2 separate regions of the Arachis hypogaea genome follow, and region 2 is linked to region 1. Evidence: chromatin contacts called from public Hi-C data. All regions are on one chromosome and are shown on one strand. Each heading gives the region's core, a stretch centred on a gene start, on an enhancer-like site or on the middle of the called end of the contact. The rest is flanking DNA. Distances are from core to core; before and after follow the strand shown.

What was found. A called contact is a pair of places that touch in the nucleus more often than the background predicts.
Region 2: a contact with region 1 is called in a Hi-C map of an unstated tissue, with 3 times the contacts expected there. The contact joins the promoter of LOC140182344 here to the enhancer-like site in region 1. A contact is called at or near these places in 5 of 8 Hi-C or Micro-C datasets (leaf and an unstated tissue).

What each region holds. Positions count from the first base shown.
Region 1 is chr19:127,301,927-127,304,768 of arahy.Tifrunner.gnm2.J5K5, reverse strand. No RefSeq gene overlaps it. Among protein-coding and RNA genes, the nearest start is that of LOC112779407, 4.0 kb to the right of the region's middle. Within about 2 kb of position 1,473, at least 1 of the 3 cell types and tissues checked has open chromatin away from gene starts, as enhancers often do.
Region 2 is chr19:127,353,750-127,356,457 of arahy.Tifrunner.gnm2.J5K5, reverse strand. It overlaps LOC140182344, which reads left to right and starts at 1,374. Exons shown (of 1, transcript XM_072228512.1): 1 at 1,374-1,907. The coding sequence starts at 1,374. The coding sequence ends at 1,907.

The DNA of each region.
Region 1 (2,842 bases), core at 224-2,723:
ACGAATAAAATATAACGATGACATTTTAGTCTTTTAGATTTAGTTAAATGTTCAAATTCCTTTGTTTTGTTTCTCCCCTAAAACCTGACTATATACCTGGAACATGATGATGTATAAATTCTAATAATAATTAATAAGTGGAAGCATGCTTTAATAAACTAAAGTAAAATTTAGGGATAAGGATTGTTTTAGTCCATAACATTGAGAGTCAGAATTGAAATCGTCCCCAATATAATTTTTTATTTAGAATCATCCTTAACGTTTTTTCGTATTAAAATCGTCTTTTTAATTTTTTTTAGACAAAAATACCCTCCACCACTACCGGCACCACTACCATCACCACTACCAGCACCTCCACCACCAAGAATAACATCAATGAAATCAACACAAATTCAACAACTAAATCAACACAAACAGAAGCAGAAAGCAGAAATCGAAGCAGTAACAGATGCAGAAGCTCAAACACAAAGCCAAATCAACACAAGCAGAAGCAGAAAGCATAAAGTAGAAACCGAAGTAGAAACAGATGCAGAAGCTTAAGCACAAAGCCAAATCAACACAAGCAGAAGCACAAATTCAACAAGAAGCAGAAACTCAAGCAGAAGCTCAAGCAAAAGTAGAAAGCAAAGGCCAAAGCAACGAGTAGAAGCTGAAGCAAGAAGAAGAAGCAGATGCAGAAGCCGAAGCAGAACCACCGGCAACTCGTGGGCGACGGAGTGACGGCGGCTGGGCAGATCGGCGGTAGTAGGAACCCAGCTCAGCCTCAGATTCCTATCTCTCCGTCACGCGCCGCCCTCCTCGCGTCGGGCTCCCCTTCCCGGCGACGCACTCCACGACGGCGGCAGAAGCATGCATGAACGGCGGCGACGTCTTCCTCTGTTTGCGGTTCTGGCAGCGGTTCGTGGGCGGACTAGCAACGATGTGGGTGTCGCGATGGTGGCGGCGGCTATGGCAGCGGCTTCCCCCCCCCCTCCACGGGCACTCCCTCTCTCTTTCTCAGATCTCCTCTCTCGCTGCTCGTGCTCGGTGGCGAAGGACCCAAAGGTGGCAGTGATGGCAAGAAGCGGCGGTGGAGACCCGCGGTGAAGGCGACGACGGCACTGGAATGCCAGGGCTCTCCCCTTCCCCTTCTCCCCTTTTCCTCCACCCCCCACCCCTCGCGTCCTTTCCCCTCCCCTTTCTCTCGTGTCCTTTTTTTTAATTTTATAATTTTTTTATTAGATTAGAAGTAGTTTAGTAATAAAATAAAAAATTTTATCAAAAAAGACAATTTTAACACGAAAAATTTTTTTAAAGATGATTCTAAATAAAAAATTATGTTAGGGACGATTTCGATTCTGACGTTCAACGTTAAGGACCAAAACAATACTTATCCCTAAAATTTAAAAAAAAAACTGCGGTAGCTAAGTAGGACAATTTAGATAACCATTTGGAGCAAGGCAAGTATATAATATATCACATCCAATTTGGTTTTTTCAAACCTTCAAATACGCAGCGCATGCAGCTGCAACATTATGTTGGACAAGTTTTCTCATTGACCTTCAACATTAATTTAGTGTTTCATGTAAAATATAGAGCGTGTTAGCATACTTTACTTCATATTGAATTATTGATGCATATATATGACGTATGAACGGTAGGTCAAAATGTTCTGTTCATATTATACTTCGTTCATCATTGCGATCCACTTGTAAATGCATATAAGTATATAACAATCAGTACAATGAATTGTACGAAGCGATTTCTAGTTTTTTCACCCAACAAACCACTTGGTCAAAAATGAAAATAATAATAATAACAAAAAAAATATTAGATGGATATTAGAATTTATTATTTTTGATTAATAATTAATTAGTAATATTTAAATATATGAGTTAAAATTATGTTATTAGATTATTATACTAAAAGAATTAATCTAATAATTAAAAATGCTGATAAAAAAATAAATTTTGTTAGTCTTTGAATTTTTTTTATAATAATATTAATTTTGTCTGACTTTAACTTTAAACAAAGAATTTATGAGTATTTTTGAATTACAACGTATGTCTCTTTCTCTATTTTAAGTGGTTCTTAGAATATACTCTATTATTTATAGGTATTTTTAAAATTAATTGTGATGCCAGTTATCCTGCTTCTGATGATAGTGTTCGTTTTGTTTGTATTGTTAGAGATTGTAATGAGTGTTGACAAAGGGGATGTTTGAAAATGATCGAGAGTAATAGTATTCTTAAAGAGGAATTATTTGCTATTTGGAGAGATTATCTCTTAGTTTAGGATGTGGGTCAACAAAATATTATTTATGAGACAAATTGTGTAGAGAGACGTTTAATCTTGTTACTAATTATCAAGATCGTTTTGGATTAGTTTTATTGATTTGTAGGTGTTCAAAATAAAAAATATTATATATTAAAATTGACAAATTTAATTATAAGATATGTAAATACACTGACGAACAATATGATAAAAATGACAATAATTTTACAACTCTATTAAATAAAACTTTTCTCTTTTTAGAAGAAGGAGTTTATAAATAATCTTAAACAAAATTGCTCATAAAAACATAAAAAAAGTAAACCAACTTCAATAATACAATGGTTACAATTCCGGGGAAGAAATTGTAGAATATAACTAGCCAGAATAATTGAATAAAAGTGAGTTGGATTGAATTTTGAAAAAAAGTTTTTTTAATCCTTTTTATAAAGTTTTTTAATAAAAACAATAATTAATTTTATAATTATATATATAAAAATATAAGGATTAATTCTTAAAAATAATTTCTTAAAATTTTGTTTTCGTAAAAGGATAACATATTACTTATTTGAATTAAAAGGGTTTTTTAGAT
Region 2 (2,708 bases), core at 125-2,624, 52 kb before region 1:
GTCTCATAATTCTTTCTATCTATCCTATTGTGTTTGAACTCCATATACATATGTCGTTGATGATCCAATCACTTTATTTACTCAATAGGTGAAAGATGCCACCTAAGAAAAGACGTGGTGGAGCTGTTAATGCTCCTGATACTGCTGAATCCAATAGGGCAGTTTCTCTGCCACTTGGAGCCCTTCGACAAAGACCAAGGAGCCAAAGAATAGCTGATAGACGCGGAGAAAGGATACTCCGTGAGGGAGTTCAAGAAAACCCCGCAGTAGGAGTGGCTCAAGCAGACTTGACAGCTGAATTGAGGGGAATGAATCAAACTCTTAATGCGGTGTTATAGGTCCTAACAAATCAAAATAGGGGTGAAGCGAGACTTCCTAATGCGCCAAATCCTCAGCCTCATAGGGTTCATCAATTCTTTGGGAATCAAGAGCCGCCAATTGAGAAGTACTTGAAGTTGGATTCGTCCACTTTCAATGGAGATTCATTGGATGAAGATCCACAACAATATCTAGAGGATGCAAAGAAAGCTATTTGAGCTCTCAAGTGTACCAAGGAATGGGCTGTTGAGTTAGTATCCTACAACTTGCGTGGTTCGGCAAGATATTAGTGTGAATCTCTTCTTGAGAGCCAAGAAGCAGCTGAATTACCTCCTCCTTCCTAGGAAGAGTTCATTGAAGAGTTTCTCGCTTAGTTTTATCTGGCTAACAAGCAAGCAGAGGATGCAATTACCTTTGAAAGATTAAGGCAAGAGAATATGACTGTGACCGAGTATGCTAAGGAGTTTAATAGACTTTCTAAGAGTGCTCCATACCTGGTAAATTCAGAAGAGATGAAAGTACGTCGGTTCGTTCGTGGGTTGGCAAAACCTATGTTCACTACTCTTATGTCTGAAGTCGGACGCATGTCTTTTAAGGATGTCCTAAACTCTACTTATGGAATTGAAGCTGGGATAGCGGAGAGAAATGCTTTTAAGGATGTTGGTAAGAAGCCTAAGATGAAGGGACAATTTTCTGGTGGATCTAGTTCAGGAGGATTTCAGTTTCATCATGGTCAGACTAATCAGCAAGGTTATTTGGGTTATCGAGCTCGTCCTCAAACATCTTTTGGTGGGGTTGCTTCTTCTGGATCTGCTCCCATGAGTGTTTCGAGTCCCAGACCTTTTGTTAAGGCCACCCCTCAATCTAGTGCATAGGGTTCAAATCAGACAAGACCAGCTCAGCCCTACTGCCATCAGTGTGGGAGTTACCATTCTGGTATAAGTTTTAAGGCTACTGGAGCATGTTTTGGTTGTGGTCAATCTGGTCATCTTAGGAGAGATTGTCCAAATGCTAGAGGAGGCTTTGCTCCAGGTATTGCACGTCTTACAATACCAATGCCATCATCTTCATCTATGTCTATTGGAAATTCTTCTGGTCCTAGTGGTAGAGGAGCAGGTGGCAGGGGTCAGACTTATAACAGAGGAGGGAGCAAAAGAGGAAGAGGTCAGGCACGTGTGTACGCTTTAACGTGTAAAGATGCTCAAGCTTCTAATGTTGTGGTGGCAGGTACTTTACAAGTTTGTTCTTTAGATGCTCGAGTGTTATTTGATACGGATTCTCATTATTCATATGTATCTCCACATCTTGCATCTTGTTTCGATAAACAACCTGAACTATTATCCCACCCATTTCATGTTGGCACTCCACTTGGAGTCTCCATGGTGGTTCGAGTCGTGTTTCGGTCTTGTATTGTTAGAATTAATACGGTTGAAACCTTAGTTGATTTGATCCTTTTAGAACCAATGGAAGATATTGATGTCATCTTAGGCATGGATTGGTTAGCAGCTTGTCATGTTGATGTGGGCTGTTACACCAAAACTGTGAAGTTTGACATACCGGGTATCTCACCTTTTATTTTTAAGGGGTGATGATTGTCCCAGCTTAGCTAGAATCATCTCATCTATGAGTGCTATGCAATTGATGGATAAGAGAAACCAAGAATTTCTGGCAGTTGTTAGAGATGTAGATGCTGAAGTGCCTAGTCCTGATCAGGTTCCTATTGTTAGAGAATTCCCTGACATGTTCCTTGATGAGCTACCGGGGATGCCACCTGACCGCGAAGTTGAATTTTCCATAAAATTAGCTCTGAGAGTCCAACCTGTGTCCATTCCTCCCTATCATATGGCTCCAACTGAGTTACGAAAATTAAAAGTTCAATTGGAAGATATGCTAGAAAAAGGATTCATTCGTCCTAGCACTTCTCCGTGGGGAGCTCCTGTTCTATTCGTAAAGAAGAAAGATGGAACGATGCGACTATGTGTGGATTATCGTCAGCTCAATAAGATAACTGTTCGCAACAAGTATCCATTGCCAAGGAATGATGATTTGTTTGATCAACTTCAAAGAGCTACCTGTTTCTCAAAAATCTACCTGCATTCAGGGTACCATCAATTGAAGATAAAAGAGGAAGACATTCCAAAAACTGCTTTTCGTACTCGCTATGGGCACTATGAGTTCTTAGTAATGTCATTTGGTCTGACGAATGCGCCTGCAGCTTTCATGGACTTAATAAAACGAGTCTTCAAACCTTTCTTAGATTGCTTTGTTATCGTCTTCATCGATGATATCTTGGTGTATTCGAAAAGTGCTACAGAGCATGAGTATCATTTGAGGATTGTGTTACAAACCTTAAAGGATCACAAGCTTTATGCTAAGTTTTCTAAATGTGA